Linked DNA regions of Arachis hypogaea: region 1 is linked to region 2. A link is a contact called in public Hi-C data. All regions are on one chromosome and are shown on one strand. The core of a region is the stretch at or near the end of the contact, and the rest is flanking DNA. Distances in the headings are between cores, read along the strand shown. Region 1 holds the start of LOC112769688 (antimicrobial ginkbilobin-2-like protein). Region 2 has its middle 4.7 kb from the start of LOC112789658.

The links. A called contact is a pair of places that touch in the nucleus more often than the background predicts.
Region 1: a Hi-C map of leaf shows a contact between it and region 2, with 3 times the contacts expected there. The contact joins the promoter of LOC112769688 here to the enhancer-like site in region 2. A contact is called at or near these places in 3 of 8 Hi-C or Micro-C datasets (leaf and an unstated tissue).

Annotation. Positions count from the first base shown.
Region 1 is chr3:16,325,599-16,330,681 of arahy.Tifrunner.gnm2.J5K5, reverse strand. LOC112769688 (antimicrobial ginkbilobin-2-like protein) reads left to right here and starts at 3,603. Exons shown (of 1, transcript XM_025814175.2): 1 at 3,603-4,850. The coding sequence starts at 3,605. The coding sequence ends at 4,540. LOC112789660 reads left to right here. Exons shown (of 3, transcript XM_025831643.3): 3 at 1-48.
Region 2 is chr3:16,219,067-16,224,689 of arahy.Tifrunner.gnm2.J5K5, reverse strand. No RefSeq gene overlaps it. Among protein-coding and RNA genes, the nearest start is that of LOC112789658, 4.7 kb to the right of the region's middle. Within about 2 kb of position 2,924, at least 3 of the 3 cell types and tissues checked have open chromatin away from gene starts, as enhancers often do.

The DNA.
Region 1 (5,083 bases), core at 2,354-4,853, 110 kb before region 2:
TCAATAGGATAGATATTTACCATAAATTAAGTTTGTTGTACTTCAAAATCTGTATCCCTGCTTTCACTTTCTGCTTGTTCTTGTTATTAATTATGCTTGAACTTACAACAAAATTACATTAATACTATTCAACAGAACAAGCATATAGGAAGAGGTTCGGAAAAGCTAGAGAGTGACATTGTGATTTTTTATGAAGTAGCAAAGATTTTCAATTCTAAGATGGTTAGAATAGTCTTCATGTAAGATGATAATTAATATGAAAAATACATAGGAAGTTAGAGCTTTAAATTGGAGGGGACCAATATGAAAATTCTAAGTTGAGAGGGAAAAAAAAAACTAGCGAAAATTTAAATTGTAAGATAATGAATTTTCTATACAAAAATTATAAGATAGGGGGTCATTGTCCCCTTCCTATACACAAAGTTTCATCTTTGAAAATACGCGTTATGTTAATATATCAAATCATCTAATAAACTTTAGATAAAAAGACTACTTAAACTTTTTTTTTATGTAAATAGTCACCTAAATTTATATCCAACAACCTCTGGCATTCATTTATATTAAGAATGATTGCTAGTTGGCAAAGCAACTGATGATATTTCATGTTTGTAAGTCCTTGCTCTATTTGAATGTTACTAGGGTCAGCACAGGTAAGTGAAAGGGCCAAAGGCTGATACTTCCTACTATGACATGCATGTCATGAACATGAATCTTACAATCCCAATTCTTACAAGAAATTTAAAATTGGAAAATTTTATTTATGGAATGACTTATTTCAATTTCTTTTAAGGTATTTTTTACAGTGGTTATTATTCACTTATTCTAACTCAAATATAAAGAAATAGATCCCACCTCGAAACGTATACCCCAATACTGTAGATTAGTCATCTTTAAGAAATTTCGACATAAATTTTAAAGGCACGAGAGAATTCTCCTTCTTTTAATTACATAATTTTAAAAATATTCCAAGAAATAAGAACTGCCTAACAAACGCACAGTTGGATCATTATAGCACAAATAGTGACAGGAGGCATATCACTGGGAACTTGAAACTGATTTGTGTAGCATTCACACTTCACATGAGGAATAAAAAGTAGTGTCCCTCCTTGAACTTGAAGAATTGATAGTGGCTAGTTATATGATTAAGGGGCAAAGACATTCTCTTTAAAGAAGCCTTTTTATGCATGGCAAAATTATTAGTGACTGTTGCATATAACAAAGTGCTGGTTCTTATACAATAATTATATGATAAGATGAAAAGGGTCATATAATTGAGGAGATGATTTTTCTTTAAAAAATGTTGGAAGGTTAATAAAATTTATTATTTTTGGTTAATAATTATATTAAACTACTCTTCTACCTTAGTCTATGACAATAATAAATAAGTCTCGTAATTCACAAATTCAGCCCAACAGAATACATAAATTCAATTACAATTTTAGTCTTTATTATTTTATCTTTATCTTATCTTTAGTTGTTCTTATCTTATCTTTATTTGCTTTTATCTTTTATAGGACAATGATCTATATATATTTAGTTGTACCATCATAGTTTACAACACTACAGTTTAATTCAATCAATCAACAATCAATTAAAAGTTTGCATTCTTTTTTTTTTCTTATTCTTTCACAATTTTATCAAATTAGTTACTAATATTTAAAAGTGTGAGCTAAAAATATATTATTAAATTATTAAAAAAAATAGAACTAATGACTAAAATACAAATAGAAAATAATAAATTTTACTAACTGTTGAGTTTTTTTTTTAAGTTGTGGATATTCTAACTCCATGTTTTTTTTTTTTAGTTGTGGAGATTCTAACTCCATAAAAATAAAATAGAATTAGAATATTAGATATATAACTGCAAGATTTCTAACATCCTGACTTTTTGTTACCCTGACAATACAAAAAGCGATAAGAAAAACCAAAGAAAATTTTGTCAACGATTTCAGTGTATTGCCGGCTGAATAATTGATTTCTTCTTAAATTATCTTGCTCTTCGTAATTAAGGTAGGAAAATGACGACCAAAATAACTTACAATGATATAGCTATGCAAATGTTGACAAAAGTCGTATATACTTTGAATGTATCTTTTGCATCACTTTAGAAGATCCAACTCACTATCAAGACAAGTAACTATTTCTTGAAAAAATGACACTTCTCTCTTATGAGATATCGTCTAAATGATACTCTTTTCTCTTTTTATTTATAAAATATATACTTTTTTCTTTTATAAGCTTTAATCTTTTGACCAAAATATTTATAAATAATTATTATAATTATATATATATATATATATATAATAGAATAATTATTCCTTTGATTCAAAAGCAAAAAATAATAATATAAAATATATTTATTATTATTGTAATATATCACATAATATAAAATATTTTAAATTTTTTTTTGCCAAAGATAATAAGACTCAAATCCGCAACTCAGGTGAGTATGACGAGATTATGTCATTTCAGTTATAATTTATTGGTTTTTAAGTTGTTTTTTTACTAAAGATAGAGAGACTCAAATTCGCGACCTCTTAAGTAGATATGAAAGAGACTATACTATTTAAACTATAACTCATTAGCATTGACTTTTAATAAGTTATTTGTAACATTTATAATAAATCAATTTATTACATTAATAATCATAAAATATATAAAAAATTTACATTAAATATATTTATAACAAGCTAAAATATTTTATTTATATGATAAAATATTAAAAATAAAATTACAATAATAACAACATCAACAATAATAATAATAATTTATATATTATATTTCTTTCTTGTTAATCTGTAGCGGCATATTTGCATGCACAAGTTACATTTCCTTTTTATTGATATTCTTATCAAAAAGGTAAAAATAAGTATACATCAAAAATAAAAGGAGACCACCTTAATAAAGATATTAAAAATATCTTTTTTAAAAACGTTTATATGTGTCATATTATTATTGGTCATTTTTATTAAACCGGTTAATAAATTTATTTTAATAAATTAGAATAAAATCGGTTTATTATAGCAATAATAATAAACCTAATATTCGCATTATAATTATTAGATCCGATTTGATCCAATCGATTTATACAATTTGAATCGATTTATGTTCTAATTTTTTTATAGAAAAACAAATATATCCCTAAATTTTTGTTTTGCGGATATTTAAATTTCTAATAATTTAAAAATACAATTAGGATTGTAAAATGATGTCGTTTGTGAAGTGAGAAAACCAAAAAAATTATGGTCCAATACGAGTCATGTAAATTAGTTAGTTTAACTGGATCTGATAACAATTAGATTTATTATTGTTATAAAAAAAATCGATTTTATTTTAATTAGTTAAAAAATTTGAAAATAATCGATTTATTAATACATCTAATAATAATATAACACACAAATATTTAAAAAAAACGTTTTATACGTTTTTACAAAAGTATCCCAAACCAAAAATACATGTGCTGTATCAAGAAAAAAGAATTAGAGTGAAAGTAAAAGTAAAACCAACCAACTTTGCCTATATATTTGCTATGCACTGCTTTGCAAAATTCAATATAAATTGAAAAGCTAAGGAAAAGCCAGAAACATAGATAGAGAGGCAAACAATGCCTTTGTGCAAATTCTTCCCACTACTCCTTTTCTTAACCTTAATAAGCCTCTTGAACCACCACACAGTTTCATTCTCCGGTGAAGAAGACCTTACACATTTGTGTTTAGATTCTGGAAACTACACCACCAATGACCCTTATGAGAAAAACCTAAGACAGCTTCTAATTTACCTCACAGCTGAAGCTCCAACCAATGGCTTTGCCATGGCCTCTAAAGGCCAAGGCCAAAGCCGAATACACGGCCTCGCCTTCTGCCGCGGCGACCTCTCCTCTCGTGATTGCTGGAACTGTGTCGTCCGGGCTTCCGGCGACATGCTCACATCCTGTCCCAACAACAAAGCCGCCACCATCTTCCGCGAGAATTGTACCATAAGGTACTCAAACGAAGACTTCTTTGGCCAAATCACGATAAACACTTCTTTATCATGGTTCTGCTGGAGGACATCCTCCAGTAAAGCCATGACGAAGAATGTTGTGTTTGGCCAAAGAGTTCAAGAGTTTCTCACCCAACTTTGTGAGGAAGCTGGGTTGCAAACAAAAATGTATGCTTCGGGAATGTCGGAACTTGATGAATTTCACACATTATATGGTTTGGCACAGTGTAGTAGGGACCTGTCCACCATTGATTGCATGAAGTGTCTCAATGAATCAGTTTCATATGTTGAACTTCCACAGTGTGGTAAAGAGAGAGAGGGAGTTAGAGTTTATAGTGAGAGTTGTAGAGTAAGATATGAACTTTATCCATTTCTTAATGATCATGGTCACTACCCTATTCCAAGTCCTATTCCTCTTCCTCCTTCCAGTGTTCCACATGATGCTGTTTCTCCTAATCCTGCACCAACTTCTTCTTCGGATAAAGCCTTTGATGGTTCCACACTTATTGGATTGTCTTCTTCAAGTGTTCTGCTATTTGTTATAACTATGGTATGGTAAGAGTAACGTCAGATTTAAATATTCAAATAAGATTATTTCTGATAAGAAAATAGCCGCAGTTAGATTAAAAGGAACCCGTTTTTATAAATTATTTTGTAATGTTTGAATACTACTAAACATGCATGTAATGGTAATTTCTTCTTTATTGCAAGTATTTTTATGAATATATTCTTTTCTTTTTTTTTTTTTTTTTGTGTGGTTGCATTAGATTATCATGGTAATAAATCATTTCCCATTACCCACCATTATTATTCGAGCATTTTTTCCCTTTCAAAGATAACTTCTCATTTGTTGAAAGAAAGTACGCATACAGAAACAAAATAAACAAAGAAGTTGGAAAGAAAGAGGAATCAATCAAGCTTTGGTACATTTTCTTGGAAGTTGCAATCATATATATAAATTCTACTATATTCTTTATGAAGTAACATGTAAATTATCCTTTATAATGTGTCATTTTATAATTGAACACTATCTTAAGTATAGTTAGATCATTTTGCAATTAAAAAATTATTTAAAAAGGATAAATGTATAATTTGATAAAAT
Region 2 (5,623 bases), core at 1,675-4,174:
TTACAAATAAACAAAGTCCAATTGTTAAAATCTCTAAATATATTTAATCTTTCTATCATTTTAACTATCAGTTACCCTAATCAAATTTAGTCTTCTTCTATTTTCAAATCCCAGCCGTCACTCATATATTCTTTTAAACCCTCTTTTTAATTTTATAATTTCAACCTTCTTTTCTAATCCTTATCTAGTGGACATTTTCTCTTCATCAGAAGATAAATTTTAAATTCTCTATTTTGTTTTATATAGCTCTCTATGACTTTATTTATTTTTCAATTTCATTATTTCTCTTTTTGATATTTTCAATTGCAAATTTTAACTCAAACAATTATAATTTAGGTATTAATCTATTTTTTTATTCTCTTCATGAATTTATATATTTTATTTTATTCTCAATTTAATGATCCTTATTATTTATTTGTTTATCTTTCGTTCTATTCTATTATATGTAATTATGTTGCATATAAATTTTTAAAGTGAATTGATCAATTTACTAATTTAAAATATATATTTTTTTATTTTTAGAAATAATAATGAAAAAATATTTCAAAAGAACCACTAGAATTTGAAGTCACTCTATTAGTCTCTTCTAATAAAAAGAAATTCTTAGAATTGAAGCGAAAAAAATTAGCGGTTAATGTAATTTTTGGTTTTTTTTGTATTTAAATAATTAATGTGCATTTTTATATTTTTAAATTTAAATTAATATATCTTTTGATAGTAATGTGCATTATTTTTGCCCCCTCAACATAAATTTTCTGGGTCCCGTCACCTTGACTGTCCATAAAATCGAAATTCATAATTTATACCAAATCTTAATCCATCACACGGTTCACTGAACCATAGCAGTTATCAGCCATATATCCTCTCAACCTCTCCACAGTAATCTCCATCAAAGTTTGAAACTTCTTTTTCTTGTCAAAAGAGATTAGAAACCACCATATCAATTTTTACCATAAACTAATAAAAATTCGGTCGCAATTTATATTATTATTATTCTAGTAATTATGCATGTAATAAGTTAATTATTTTGTAGTTGCAAAATTAAAAAGCTAAGCCTATCTACAACATGTAGACCACAATAAACAACATAAGATTATGGTTATGGGCATGTAAAGAGGACAAAAGAGAAACCCAAAGATAGATGAGGCATGCACGTGATTATGGACATAACACGCAACACAACAAAATAGTGCGTGGATTTGTTTTCCATATCATTGAATATGGTGCCTTTTCTCTCTACTCTCTTCATATGAGTTAGTAAAATCAAATCTCATTATCTCATGCTACTAACTCTAGTGGTCACGGGCACAAGGAAAATATGGCAAATAGGGGAAGCAAATTAAATCACCACCAATTAAGATTTTTTGGCGGTTGTCTCCTCTTCTTTTCTTTCTAGAAGCTAAGAATTTTTCGAAAATGATCTTTTTTAATTCTTTTGGTTTTTTTATTTTTTTTGTCCTTTATAAACAATTAAGTTTTAAAGATAAATATATTACTATTTTTTGGAATTTACAAAAAGAAAAGTTAAAAAATAATATATGTGTTACTTTGTCTTATGCATTGAACTAATTTCTATAAGCAATTTTAAGGTATGGTCTAACTAACTTTAATTTTATACAAACAATTTTCTTCTCAGTTCACAAAAAAAATTGTTAGGCCTTGTGTTGAAATATTTTGTGAATTGTACATATTAAAACTGACCATATACTATTTCAAAACAATGAGAAAGTTAGCAAAATATTATTGCATATTTGTGAAACACATTTGATCCATGTTTTGCACATCAAATGCACAACCGGTATTAGTTGTGACCATATTGATATTCATAGATTATTGAATCTCAATTTCCAATCCACTTCAATTCCACATTTCCTTCTATCCGTGAACTAATAATATTTCACAAGATTGAACCACAAATACAGATAACTTCCTATACCTTAAATCCTGAATGGAACAACCTATTTAATTTCTTCCTGCACATGTTGGAAATTAAAGGTTCGTTCTCCAATGCCATGAATTTAATAAGTGAGGAGAATCATTAACAAAACACTCACCAAGTACATCCTCCTTTTATTATACATATTAATTAACCCAAATCTTGCACCAATATTCAATTCTTTCCCAAATGATATTGCTATGAGCAACTTCTTCTGAACAAAACACTCATCAAGTACATCCTCCGTCCGTGTGCATGTGGTTAAAGTTTTTAAAAGTTTGAAGACGCTTTTAAAATGCATTTACCGAAGAGATTTTTAGAATTGGTTTATACTTATTAAAATTATAAAATCTAATGCAATTTCATATATTAATAAAAATATAAATTTATTCTAATATTTATGTCTATTATAATTTTTAAATTTTAAAAATCATTTTACTAAACATAATTGTTCTTATTTATATTTATTGAAAGTTGTGTTTAGTTTAATTTATCAAATATAGATACTACATTTTTTTAATAATATTTTTTGAAAAACAACTTTGATAAACTATTTTAAAAAAGTATAAGTTAATTTCTCTTCCTACATTATTGGTCTTTTAAATAAGGGCTAGATCGCATAATATAAATTAGAGCTAATAAAATTGGTTTTTTTTTTTTTTGGTCAGGTACCCCTTACACACACCCTTTTTCTTTACCAATGAGTTCCATATATCAATTTTCTAGACCTAATTAGGATTTAAACTTGGTGTACCTTCTAACAAGGCAAACATAGTTGCCACTAAACCAAGCTTTGCGGTGCGAGCTAATATAATTGGTTTAGTTAATTTCTGGTATTTACGAAATTAAAATTCTAGTATAACCCAATTAGTCGAGAGTCAATGGGCGGAAAAATTCTGGGCCAGCCTTCAAACATTTTCTATGGGTTTGGGTTTGTAATACAAAAACAAGCGAGGCCTAATTAGTTGAGTAGTCGAACATGGAGCAAAGAAACCCAATCATTAGCAGGCACGGCCTAAGCTTTGGGCCTGCTTTAACATCTTTTATTGTGTTCTGAGGCTGTTAAAAATGGTGATTTAACCAACTTGGGTTGGTCGAGTGGTTAGCTCACTCGTCCGCTTAAGTAAGTGTCGGGGGTTGGAATCCCGCCTTGTGCATGCAGCAATCCATTGGCCAGCGGCAAACCCTTAAATGGAGCTCCGATCCGAGACGGATTAGTCCTTGACCTGTCGGATTAGGGGATACCGTGGGCAACAAAAAAAAATGGTGATTTAAATGCGAGTCCAACTAGAGAATCTATCATATATGGGCTAATTTTGTCAAATCCCTAAACTTAATTTGAATATGTTTGCGCCGAAGAGCCTTAGCTCAGTGGCACTTCACCTCCTCCCTATTACTAAGGTCTAGAGTTCAAATTCTAGAGGGTGTATTTATGAAAAAAAAAATGTGATAAATATGTGAGGAATGTGTGAGTGTGTTGTGTATCTAGAATTGGAGGTTGTCCAATTCACTGACTAAAAAAAAAAATTTGAATATATTTGCTGATTTGTGTGAGATTTCTTTCGCCCGCCCCTGTAGTTTTTTTAAGTTGTGTTCGTTTATGAGAATAAGACAGGACAAAACAAGACGAGAACAAGATATAAAAAATAGAAATATAAGTTTACTGTTGAAATAAATTGACAATAATAAATATAATAAATATATAATTATAAATGTTACATATATAAAATTATAAATATTAAATTTAATAGAATAAATTTAAATTATTATTTTTTAGCATTGTCATTGTAATAAATTAATGCAAAAGATTGAGCTAAATACCCTTTATTAATTATTAATTAGTTCTAATGCCTTATTCCTTATTATTCTTGTCACGTGGTAATATCTCGATGTAAGACCTAGAGAAGTTTCATTCTTGCACCATGATGATCCTTATGTGTGTTAATTTGTTTGAACTAATTGTTAAGAAAAATATAGAAGAATAATGTTTTTTTAGAAAAATATAAATAATAGATTAAAAAATAAAAGTTAATTTTAATTTTAAATTTTAAATTAATTAGATTTATTTATATTCAGTGAACCTGTGATATAGCTTATTATTCATCATTTTTATTATCTAGAGAAAGTATAAGAAGCGTTTTCTCAACAACATAAATAATATGAAAAAGTTTCGCCCTTGCACCATGATGATCCTTATGTGTTCTAATTTGATTCGATTAACGGGAAATTTTATTTTACTTTTTGGAGTAGGTTAAGGTCGCTAAATCATTATCCGAACATCTGTTATTTTAGAGATTAAAGTACACGTCCTCTTTTGCGTGACTTTATCACTTGATTGAAAAATTCGCTACCCATTGTGCTTAATCACAACTTATTTGTTTAATTTACTTCTTATTATCACACTGTGATTATTGCATCGTGATGCAGATGACGCCACCGCATTACAACTTATATGATTAAAAATTAAACAACTTGATCACTCACACCAAGAGAGAGGGTTTGGTCAATTAATGTTTAATTTGTTATCGGAAGCAATACATACATATATCTAAGGAAAAAGGTCTCAAAAAGAAAAAAGTCTCAGAAATAAAAGTTACAATGATAAAGATTTTTTTTATTTCAATAAAAGCCAAATATCATGCTCAAAATTTGAGAAAGAAGGTATCAAAGTTCATACAAAAGATTAACCATAGTAAAACATATTTCAACTCCACACCTAACTAGTATGTCATACTATCCTCATTTCTATAGGTTTTTTATCTCTAAGATTACTCTATTTCTTTGTTTAACTAACAACAAAATAATAAACTGCTACCTCTAGCTTTTCTCCAAGTTCATAAAAATCTTACTTCCATCCATCTATTATAAACTTCAAAGACACTCAAGATATTTTGTTTGCATAACATTTCTTTGGTGTATGAACTAACAAGGCCTTAAACTCGAGGCCAATCTTATAAAACATACATGTCTACGGTTTTACTTGCTCAATATTGGATGTTGGGATCTATGGTCCTTTCATTTTTTTCCTTTCATACCTGCAAAAAGAACGAATTCACATGATACTCCTTATTGTGGTCAAATACCAATAAAATTTATCCTCTTTATTCTATTAAGTGTCCACCTCTACTCTTACTCATACCGAGTCCACCCACCTATATCAATTATGTAAGAATCAATAAATCAAATAAACAAATTTGATGGTAAAGGATGCAAAGTAAATATGTGCTTCTAAAATAGAGTGCTTTTATAATTCATAAATGTTCGATATATTCTTGTTTCATTAGCTATGGTTGGAGTTTTAGTTCTCTGTGTCTCTTCTATAATATATGCCACGTTGAAATTTATAAAATGATAGAATTTTAGTTTTGGCATTTAAATATCACTTATTTTATCACGTAAATTTTTAATAAATATTATTTAGAATATTATTTTTGAGTATTTGATTGCCAAAACTAAAACATTATTTTATAAAATCTAACATGACATTTAATATTTGTATATTCAAAATTGTTTTAAAGACTAATATAAATCATGTTCACAAAATTTAAGGATTAAATAAAAATAATTAAAAATTTAAAGATTAAATTCAGACTCACATATAAGATTAAAAAATAAATTAAGTATTATCTCTAGTCTTTTTTTATCTTTGAGTATTATTGATTTTTCTAAATTTTTAGCATAGCTAAT